2 separate regions of the Danio rerio genome follow, and region 1 is linked to region 2. Evidence: chromatin contacts called from public Hi-C data. All regions are on one chromosome and are shown on one strand. The core of a region is the stretch at or near the end of the contact, and the rest is flanking DNA. Distances in the headings are between cores, read along the strand shown. Region 1 holds the start of man2a1 (mannosidase, alpha, class 2A, member 1). Region 2 holds the start of tia1 (TIA1 cytotoxic granule-associated RNA binding protein).

The links. A called contact is a pair of places that touch in the nucleus more often than the background predicts.
Region 1: a Hi-C map of hematopoietic stem cells shows a contact between it and region 2, with 3 times the contacts expected there. The contact joins the promoter of man2a1 here to the promoter of tia1 in region 2. A contact is called at or near these places in 3 of 18 Hi-C or Micro-C datasets (caudal fin, hematopoietic stem cells and an unstated tissue) and 1 of 4 datasets of contacts at active chromatin or transcription factors (caudal fin).

Annotation. Positions count from the first base shown.
Region 1 is chr5:62,460,641-62,466,490 of GRCz12tu, reverse strand. It overlaps man2a1 (mannosidase, alpha, class 2A, member 1), which reads left to right and starts at 1,912. Exons shown (of 22, transcript NM_001110027.2): 1 at 1,912-2,417; 2 at 4,016-4,273. The coding sequence starts at 2,292.
Region 2 is chr5:62,294,116-62,299,918 of GRCz12tu, reverse strand. tia1 (TIA1 cytotoxic granule-associated RNA binding protein) reads left to right here and starts at 3,689. Exons shown (of 12, transcript NM_212628.1): 1 at 3,689-3,896; 2 at 4,847-4,943; 3 at 5,211-5,309. The coding sequence starts at 3,868. tmem232 (transmembrane protein 232) reads right to left here and starts at 3,008. Exons shown (of 13, transcript NM_001100053.1): 1 at 2,827-3,008; 2 at 2,562-2,673. The coding sequence starts at 2,960. trnag-ccc (transfer RNA glycine (anticodon CCC)) reads left to right here and starts at 3,376; the gene lies at 3,376-3,446.

The DNA of each region.
Region 1 (5,850 bases), core at 663-3,162, 170 kb before region 2:
CTAATAAATAAGGCACTAAGCCAAAGGAAAATTAATGAATGTTTGGCATCATTACACCCACACAAAATCTGCACCTGCAGAAATCCACATTTTTTCCCTAATTTTTAAGCCTATCATTTAACTTGTTTACTCATGTAAATATATAGTTATTAATTTTTATATTAATTTCAGTGTGATTACAGAATAATATGCAAGTATTTCAATAATTTACAAAAAATGTGAGTAATATTTTCTGTCTATTAATGGATGTATTATATGAGAAACCTGCTGTAGCTTTGTTTATGAAACAAATGGTTCTAATTGTAAGTTGGTTTTTATGTCTTCAAAAAAAGTTTTTTTATTTTGTGTGTAGGTTGTCAGCTCTTACACTCTTGAAATCCTTCGCCATAAATTAGCATATTTTTACAAATTCTGTGCATAAATAGCACAAAGAGGTCAGCAGATTCTTCTGGCCCTGGTTTACATAAACGCCATATTTCTATAGGATGCCTTACAATAATACAGTAATATCGTTACAAATATATCCGTTTGTAAATGTAAATATCCGGTGCATATATACATTTGTAAATTTATGATATTTACATATCTATTTGAAATTCCTGATTATACTAAATAACAACCTGTATATTATGTTTGTATTTATTTGCACATTCCTGATTATTAATAGTAACCTGTACATTGTTCATTTATTTGTAAATCTCTGATTACTTAATACAACCTGTATATTATGTTGATAGTGCATCCATCTTTAAATATTTGTCATAGTTTTCTGTAAGTGCACTTATAACTTATACCTATATCTTGCATTTACTGATTTTGTATTTTTAGACCTAAACTGCATTTTGTGAATAATCTAAACTAATTAGTCAGTACCAAAGACAAAACTGGAACTAATCTAACAAAAAGAAACTTAAAGATAACTCTGCAAAATTAGTACACCCAAACTGATGTAGCGGGAAAAAAACAAAGCAAAAAAGAAAAACAGGACAAAAACACCCAAATTAATATGTAGAGGAAAAAACATCATTCAATCATTTTCGGCTTAGTCCCTTTATTAATCCGAAGTCACCACAGCAAAATGAACCGCCCACTTATTCAGCACGTTTTACGCAGCGGATGCCTTTCCAGCTTCCAACCCATCTCTGGGAAACATCCATACACACTCATACACTACGAACAATTTTGCCTACCTAATTGACCTGTACCGCATGTCTTTGGACTGTGAGGAAAAAACGGAGCACCAGGAGGAAACCAACGCGAACGCAGGGAGAACATGCAAAGTACACACAACTGACCCAGCCGAGGCTCGAACCAGCAACCTTCTTGCTGTGAGGTGACAGCACTACCTACTGCGCCACTGCGTCGCCGGAAAAAAATATAAAATTAAAATAAAACAAGACAAATTAAAAACAGGAATGAATCAAGAAAAACAAACAATTTCTAAATTTTGCTGTTGTGATAGCTCATTTGATTTTAAATGTGTTATGTTTCTATTCCTAAAGATGCCAGGTAAACAAACTCTGATTTGAATGTATATAAATGTTTAATAAAACAGTTTTATTTAAATGCATAATTTTTTAGCTATATTTACAAAACATTGATAAAAATATGCATTTTCTTGTGGGGGTGTAATAATTTAAGCCAACCACTTCTCTTTCTGTCTCTTATGATGAAAGCAGCAAAACCAGGGTAGAATTTTGACTGAAATGTACACCTAAAACAATTTTGATATGTGTTGGGACAACATGAAGAAATTCAGTTAACCTATTAGTATTTAGACATTTAAGTGGAAACCTAATACGAAAAAGAGTTGTGTTGTTTCAGCTCATTTTAAGTAGTTTGAACAAACAGCAGACGTAAATTTGTTGAGTGTATGTGCTCACCTGAGTTTGCGTGTGTGTGTTGTGTGAGTGATGTGTTCACTCGTTAGGCGGCGCAACTCCACGCTCACTTTTACTCTGTCGGAGGCACAGTAGTGAGTGCAGGAAGGGGGCAGGGTTGACGCTTTTCCTTTGCCTGTAGACCGTCACAATTTGCTGAATCACACAAACTCTTCCGCATCGTCAAAACTTTGAAGACATATCGCATTGGATTCAGTCCGTGGACTCACACCGCGACATTTCTTCCACCGCGAGACAGAGAAGGGAAGGTGTCCCAATCCGCGCAACTCCTCTTCCTGGCGAGAAGAGCTTTCTTTTTCACTTCTGCCTTCTGTCACCTACGGGACCACCGCTCGACACAAGCCTTTAAAAGTTTGCCTTTGGTGTGAATGTGCTGGACTTGTCTGAGAAATGAAGCTCAGCAGACAGTTTACAGTTTTTGGCAGTGCCATATTCTGTGTGGTGGTATTTTCCTTGTACCTGATGTTGGATCATATTGATCACAGCAAAAATCCGAACGGAGAGAGGATTCAGAACGTAAGTAACGTTACCGACCGCTGTCTTATAATTGACGTTATCCATAAATTGTAAACATAATGTATGATTTTTGTGTGTGTGTTCAGACTGCTGAATGCGCTGAGGAAAATACACTTTTCAGTTGTTTGAACTACTCGTTTGATGGTTTCTTTCCAAGTGACATTAATGTATTAAAATAATACACATGCACAGAATTAAAATGGCTGTGATCGGTAACCGTATTTTCCGCATCACTACTACTTTGATCATGTGACTTTTATTTGTAATTCATTGATATACATCACGAAACTCTTGAAGTCGACTTAAAAGAGAGATTAGTTTAGTTTTGGACGGTGAACTGATCTCAAAGGTCATTTCCTTGCTGTCCTTAGCGTCGATAGTTGTTTTTTTTCTTCCAAATTTCTTCGAAGTGCAAACATTAAACAAAGTTAGTCATTCATAGTAAATACCCCTAATGTTTTTTAAACATACTATAGAAAGGTAATTGAATGAATCTGTTGTGGCAGTAGCTGTAGCACTACAGTAATGTAAACAAATTACCCAATACTGTATTTTCTATACAAGTTATTGGATAAATACTAAAGTATACACCACAGCTTACTGTAGTAAAAACTGCTGTATACTGCAGTATTTATTACAGTTTATCAGTTCATGATAGGTAATACTACAGTTTGCTGTACCATTACATGGGGGTGGTAAATACTATAGTATATACATTTATAGTATATGTACTCTATACATTTAAATATATAATAATGTTCAGTAAACACTATAGTATTTTTTATTTTATTGTTTTCAATCATTTTGAGAAGGTGGACGTTGTAAGATTAGCCTTGAAGTGTACTTGTCAGTTGGTTTGTGATCCACTAAATAAAGTATGAAATACACAACCTAACAAAAGTCGTGTCGCCTATGCAAGTTTGCAAGAACAACAAAAAATAACTTGACTTCTTGTATTGTGTACAAATACAAATGATTATTTTTAAACTCTGAAAGCTTCATAAACAGTGTGCTTTTAACAGGGTATCTGTGGGGTCTTAAAATGTCTTAAATAAAAAAAAGACAATTCTCTTAAAGTCTTAAACTCACTGAAATATTGTCTTGTAGGTCATAAATCTTTTTAAAGGGGTCTTAATTTTCCGTTGTTTATGTAAGGCTACCGAGTGGATCCAAGACACATCCAATCACAAACAACACATCTCAAAAGTTTTATAGCTACTCATAACTAATATTATAACTTTAGTCTGTTGTGCAAACATTTGCTTTTTAATTTAGTATTCATTTAGTTTTTTAAGTTATGTTGAACAAAAACGTACAGTATGTATACAACTAAGGCCTGCTTGTTTTAACACATAACTTAAAATAAATGGCTAAAACGTGACTAATTACAGTACATCTAGCCCTATATAAGTCTGAAAAGGTCCTAAAAAGTCTTAAGTTTGACTTGGGGAAACCTGTAGAAACCCTGTTTGAGTAATTTGTGTTTGTGTTGTGTAGTAACTGTTAAGTCATTGTCTGGATTTTGTGCTGAAGTTCTACATAATCCCACCCAGGTCAGTGTTAAAAGTGTTACTCAGGGTTTTTTCTGTGTTCTACAGGGACAGATTGGTATTCTGCAGGACAAAATAGACCACTTAGAGAGACTGCTTGCGGAGAACAATGAGATCATCGGCAACATAAGAGACTCTGTAATTAACCTGAGGGAAACTGTGAAAGATGGGAAGATGTTTCCTGAAGCGAACATGAGTCAGGGGAATTTGGAATTGTTGCCCCCTGCTCCTGCGCTGCTCCCCATCCTCTCAGATGACTGCCAGTTTGCAGGACAGACCTACTCTAAAGCAGCAGATGGAGTACAGGTATAGAGGGAAAAGACATTTTAAGATTAAGTGAACCAATTGTTTACTTTTAGAGCTCAACAATGAGAATTTCTTCTTCTTGCTGTGTCAGGGCAGTGGGTAAAATTTTGTACTTGCTTTCCTAATACAATCACAAAAAAATTTATACTTTTTAATTTTTAATCAACATTTAACTCTTAAATATTAACTCTCCTAGCTTTTTAATAACTGATTTCTTTTGTTTTTGTCATAATAACGGTACACAATATTTTACCAGATATGTTTCAAGACACTATTATTCAGCTTCAAGTGACATTGATAGGCTTGACTTGGTAATTAGATTAACTAGACAAGTTAGGGTAATAATTAGGAAAGTCAATAACGATAGTTTGTTCTGTAGACAATCAAATAAATCTTGCGCAAGGGGGCTTATAATATTGACCTTAAATTGGTTAAAAAAAAAATTCAACTGCATTATTCTAGCCAAAATAAAACAAAGACTTTCTTCAGATAAAAAAAAAATATTTCAGGAAATCCTTTGGAAAAATTCCTTGTTCTATTGAGCACAATTTGGAAAATATTTAAAATGAAATTTACAGGAGGGCTTTAAATTTAGACTAACTGTGAATACACACACACACACACACACACACACACACACATATATATATATATATATATATATATATATATATATATATATATATATATATAAATATAATTGAAATATCATTTGCAATATATTAGTACTTCCATTTCTATGTATTATTATTATTAAGTTTTTTAAAAATACATCTAATTCTAATATGCTACAATATCCCTGTTTTTACTGTATTATAATCTATTACATTTTGTCTTGATGAGCATGATAATTTTTAAAACATATTACAGTAATCTTTTATAGTCAAAACTTTTCTATTAGGCTGTATTTAATGAAAAGAATGGTTCTAACGTATGTATTTACATGCATACATGTTTACGCATTAACTACAGTACATCTAATAGTACAAAGTTGATGTTTGAACAAAATCTAAAAAGTAAATTATTTATATATGAACTACTTTACAGGCCAACAAATGAATGCATTTGAATGCTAAACTGTGGTTAATTGTATGTTAATTAGATTGTATTAATTTGTCATATCAGTGTCATTATATTTTCAGTAGCGTTTATTTAATGCAGTTGACTCATTTGCTTAATATGAAATGATTACATTTTGTTCCAAACAATCAGAGGATTACTTAATGATAAAAACGACTACACTTTAAACCCTTAAAATAATTAACATTTATGCAGTTGGTAAATCATTACTGATAATGTAATCGTATTGTTTAATTTTGAGTGCTCTGGGGCACAAAATGCATAAATCAGTCATGCTTTTTTAGTTGTGCATATTTGAAGAAATAGTTATGAGATAAAAGAGGGATTATCGGTTCAAAATAAAATCATAATTGCATATTGTTACTAAAATGATGGTGTTTTAAGACATTTCAGTAAATTAGATCTTCACATAGTTTACATACTATAATTTTAGATGAAGAATGAGAAAAATAAAAAAGCGGTTGATAGAGTTGTTAAAACAATCTTCCTCCAAAGCA
Region 2 (5,803 bases), core at 2,440-4,939:
ACTTCACTGGTAAATTCAAATATGTGCTTTTCACACAAGCAAGGAAAAGATCTTTTCACACATCCTTTCCAAAATACCGTAAATTCTGACATTAACTATAAATGAACTTTAAATGGTCATGCTTTTGTTTGTAAACATAAAGGGAGTCAAGTGGTTGCTGATTTCTTTTATTTAAAACTTTAGCATTCATGTAGCTGCTTTTGTCCCAGAGACAGACCAAATAACGATAGAATAAAAATCTACTTACCGAAGGCTGCGTGGTTGAGGCATCTCAAACACGCATGTGGAGATATATCGGTAAGACTTTACAATACCAGTACATCAATAATGATGTATTAACATGTAAACTAAACATTAGTTTATTATGAATTAATGATGAGTTAAGGTAAGCACTGATCATGAATTAAATTTAACTACAACATGATTCACATGAGTTCTTGTGTGAATGACGGCTACCTTAATTACTTGTTAGTACATGATTGTTTGTTAGTTAATGTATTAATTACTACATTAGTTTATGCTTAATTTAACCATGATGAACTCATGATATGTTAATGTATAATTATGTTGTGACTTTACTTGGAGGGGCACATCATCATTAACCCATTCTTAACTACTCATGAACTCCTTATGCGCGCCCAACAAGTGAGTTTACTCTGAATAACACTAGAAAATTGTTCTAGAGTATAATGGGACAGGAGTTCATGAGTAGTTAGGGATGAGTTAATAGTGATGTCCCCCTCCAAGTAAAGTCATGACATAACTATACATTAACAGCTCATGAGTTAATGTTGGTTACATTTAGCTTGAACTTAAATGTAAATTAATACATTATTTAACAACATGTACTAACAAGTAATTAAGGTAGTCGTTACTTACATATGAACACATGTGACTCATGTTGTAGTTAAAGCTAATTCATGATTAGTGCGTACCTTAACTCATCATTAATTCATAATAAACTAATGTTTAGTTTACATATTCATACATCATTATTCATGTACTGTTATTGCAAAGTGTTACCGATATATCTGAGTGTGCTGCGGCCTGTGAGATACTTTTAAAAATAAAAGACTACCAGTGTTGTAAACAACCTAAATCTAACTGACCAGAGTGCTTCTTCACACAACGGACAATTTAGCCTACCCAATTCACCTATACCACATGTCTTTGGGGGAAACCAGAACACCCGGAGGAAACCCACACGAAGGCAGGGAGAACATGCAAACTCCACATAGAAACAACAACTGAGTCAAGGTTCGAACCAGCAACCCAGCGACCTTCTTACTGTGAGGCGACACCCCTACCCACTGTGCCACTGCCTCGCCTTTCATGACGGTTTATCATATGCAATTTATCGATTAGTTTTTCCCCACAGTTGACACCAGAAACGTTATTTGATTAAAATGCAGCAGCTTAAAGTGTCTGGATAAGGATTCAAAGGCTTTTATTTTCATAAACTGTAGAGTAGACGTCTCATGTCAGAGCATTGTTTCTGACAAATTTCCTTCTGTTCACACCATAGACTGTAAGTTATGGGCATAGTATCCAGAAGTATTCAGATTCTGAAGTGCATTACAGGTCTAAAAAAAATTATATATGATAAATGATCTTAAGTAAAACAAATACATTTATAGATATGTATAAAAATTTCACTCACCTGGGAAATGGAGGCAACTTAAATGGTTTGTGAGAACAATTAAGTGCACACTGCATGCTAAAGTATCTGATAATTGTAGGAAATAATTTAAAAAAGCAACTGACTGTGTGAAGCCACATAAAACAACAAAAAAATTAGATATATATATGCCGAGTTCAGTTGCTAATCAGCCGGAATCAGCTGAGGTGACGAGATGGCGAGCAGTGAGACCTAGCTGTCGCTTAAGTGGGGCCCTTAATTATGCAGACTTAATAAAATTAAACGGTTGAGTTATAAAAAAAAAAATCACCCTCCTTACAGTTGTCATGAAGGGTATTAGCTATATGGACTAAAACCATCTTTATACCAGGCTGTAAACATGTTTTTATCAGCTGTAAAACTGGCAAATATACCATTGCAGTCAGAAATCATCTGGATTTCATGGACCCAACCCCCAAAGGCGAATTAATGAATAGCAGTTTTAGTTACTTCCATACTGGTTTCCCGAGGGAGTGTGGGAGGTTGCCGCTTGGTTCACACAGAGCAGCATTCGGGAAATTGTAATGTTACAACTTCTCTTTCCGGCAGAACATATTTACCATTATTTTTTTAAAGGGCCTGTTCACACATGGTCCGTTTCCAAAAGTCTGTTTGTGTGAAAGGGTCTATTGACTTCTATAGTATTAATTTGGAAATGGAAGTCAATGGTTGCAGGTTTTCATCTTTCTTAAAATTACCTTCTTTAGTACTAAACATAAAAGCTCATAAAGCTCTAAAACCGATTGAGGGTTTTATGTACAGGGATAATATGTGTATCATTTTTTATTGTAATACTGTATTGATATAATGCATTGTAGATTTGAATTAGCCTACTTTGTCATTATGTTTCTTCTATATAAATGTGTGTGAAACATTTTAATACCTTCCATCGACAAAGGAATTCTTTTGCAAGGTTTTCATACTTTTCCTGCTCCTTGCTACCTTGTACTTGATTGTATTTTTCAATAAAGTCTTCTGTTGTTTCAAGGGGATTTCTGTAAAATAAGAAAGAAAAGTCCTATTTACTGTCAGTTTTGTGTCAATACTACTACTACTACTAAAAATAATAATAATAATATAGTTGAATGGATAAATGGTTTATTTTTGGATAGCAAATCATTTACTTACCTTTTGAATTTTATACCTACCGTTTGATTTTTTTTCTTGCACTAACATTTCCAGTTTCTTCTCTCTTTTTTCTGTGGCGTTTTATTAATTGTTCGAGTTGAGATTGAGAAACTATTCCTAAATGATGTTTAATAGGAATTTTGAGTATAGGCATACTGATACATTCAGCAGTCAACCAGACACTGTACGTTGATAAAAAAGCACACAACGCAAAAACCTAGTTGAAAGGTTGCCATGGTTACTTTGTCAACAACACCATATAATTAAAATACATTTTATTTTATGAAATTAGAATATACACAACCTTTCAAATTGATTGCGATGCAAATGTCCTAAACGTAGACTGTGCTCGAAACGTTAATTTTGTATTATACATTTTCTGCCACCTTAAAATCCAATGGTTAATATGTTTCTGATCTAATAATTCACAATTCATAATTAGACAAAAAGCATTCTCCACGAGGAAAGCGTAATTTTGACAATTTTACTTAAAAAAATTCCCTTCCTGAAATATTCCCTTCATGGTTTGATCATCAATTATTAGGGACATTTACTCCCCTTCCCATAGAGCGCCGCTGGTGTAGTGGTATCATGCAAGATTCCCATTCTTGCGACCCGGGTTCGATTCCCGGGCGGCGCACTTACTTTTTGTCACGAATCTACGTAGTCTCCTACCTTTTTAAATCATATTACAATTGGTAACGTTACACGTCTAAACTAGCAATGTAATGCACAAAAGTTACGGTTTAATAAACAGTGCGTTAGCATTTGAGCACATTTTCAAAGCTTGCTTTTTTGTGCGCTTTGTACTTGGTACGCGCATGCGCGCTTGCATTTCCGGTCCGGCTCCTCCGCCATCTTATGTCGCCTTTCCATTGTTCATAACTGGAGTCAGCCGAGGCGGCATTTCACATTTACTCTCATTATAACAGGTTTGACGGAGATCAGAGAGGGTAACAACACTGGAAAAAGCGAGACACGGGTGGAACGCGAGATCATCTCACAATCGACACAAGAGGAGTTTCTCTCAGGGTTCGGTGTCTTAATTCTATCAGGAAAATATGATGGACGACGAGCAGCCCAAGACCCTGTACGTATATCGGCATTATACTCTAGTACTTTAGACAGCCAACTTCACATCATGCCAAGCCATAGTTTAAAAAAAACACTCTCTGCTTTGTCATTTCTCTTAACTGACGCGTAACGGCAGCTCTAAGCAGTCCTGACTGTGATGCTAAAGGAACTACAACCACAAAGCAGACGTGTAAAATCTGAGCCCCAAACAAAAGCCCTGAATGCTGGAATGAAAAATTCACACTAGATTTAGGGCTCAATATCGGGAGACAAAGGCCAGTCGTGTGATTTAAAGCATCTCGCACACCATGTGCTAGTTAGTGAGTTAATTTGGATAATTGCAGCAGGCCTTTAGAGGCCAGAGCACGGCGCGAGCACACACACTCGCACACTGCTGTCTGTGTTTGAGTGCGTGAAGTTGCCTTGTACTTACTGAAAGCTCATTGTCTTTACAGCTTTGGTAGACAAAGAATCCGTCTCATGCGTTCAGATATGTATTTATAACGCACAATGTTTAAACTGTTGACACTCAGCCCGAATGTAAATATAGATTAATATATGTTAAAATGGTTCTTATTTTGGTCTTATCAGACTGCTCGTATCCGACAGTGAGGGCTTTTGTTGCTGGCTGCGCGCTCGTGCGTGCTCCTCTGCTCTGTTTTGTCATGTCTTTGTTTGAAACCTGTACATACGATAATAATAAGCAGCTCGTTGCCGGATGGCTAATGAGGTTTTTAAGGTTAAGTAGCGGCCCGTGGGTCCTCATGCCTACCGAGTTCTTTTGTAATGTAGATTAGGCGGATCATTTTGATTCAGGTACTTGAAGATGCCACATAGTGCGTGCCTGGACCCCTATAATTAGTGTATCAGATTATAGATTTAAATAAAGGTTTCTTGAATTCAACAGGCCACTCACTCTTATTTGCTTATCCTCCTTTTTAATATTAAACCTTATTTTAAATGCAGGTATGTCGGAAACCTGTCTCGAGATGTGACCGAGGCCCTTATTATGCAGCTCTTTGGTCAGATTGGCCCCTGCAAGAGCTGTAAAATGATTGTCGATGTGAGTATATTTTAACACGTATATTAATGCAAGTTTTTGACCATCATTGTGATACACAAACAGACAGGCACACGTATGTATGTGTGTGTGTATATAAATACACACACACACACACACACACTGTGCCCATATTGAAATGCTCTTTTAGTAATGTTTAAAAGCAACACCTTATTTCCCCTTTTAATGTTACATATTAACAAGGTTTCTTTTTCAAAGACTTGATATAAGAAATTAATTTGATGTCTAATTGTACTTGTTTGCTTTCAGACGGCAGGTAACGATCCATACTGCTTTGTGGAGTTCTTCGAACATAGGCACGCAGCGGCCTCGCTCGCAGCCATGAATGGGCGTAAAATAATGGGTAAGGTAAGCTATCGTATCTACAGGGTGAGTTGGGCTGGGACGGGAGGGTGGGACTGTTAAAATCTTATGTGTATTAAACTTGACCACATGATTTTGAGGTCAATATTTAGCTTGTGAACTGGATGTACAGTGTGAACTAAAAAGGAGAGTTTGAGATGGTGACCTATAGACCTATATTTCAATATGATGTCATTGGCCCATGAAAATTTCCTTCTCGTTGTCACTATTTCAACTTTAACAAGAGGCAATTCAATGTTAATTTTATGTTCAAACACCTGACATGGGATTATTTATCAATAGTTGCACGTTGTTTGGATTCTCGGATGCTATGAAAATTAAAAATGTAAAGCAGGACCATTGTAATTGTTTAAATCCCCAAAAATGGACTATATAGGGAAAAAACATTCTCCTCCCATAAGAAATTTGTTGATTTATTATTTGATTTAACAAAATAATGTAATAGTAATAAGTGCGTCCACATAAAGAGGCACCTCTTT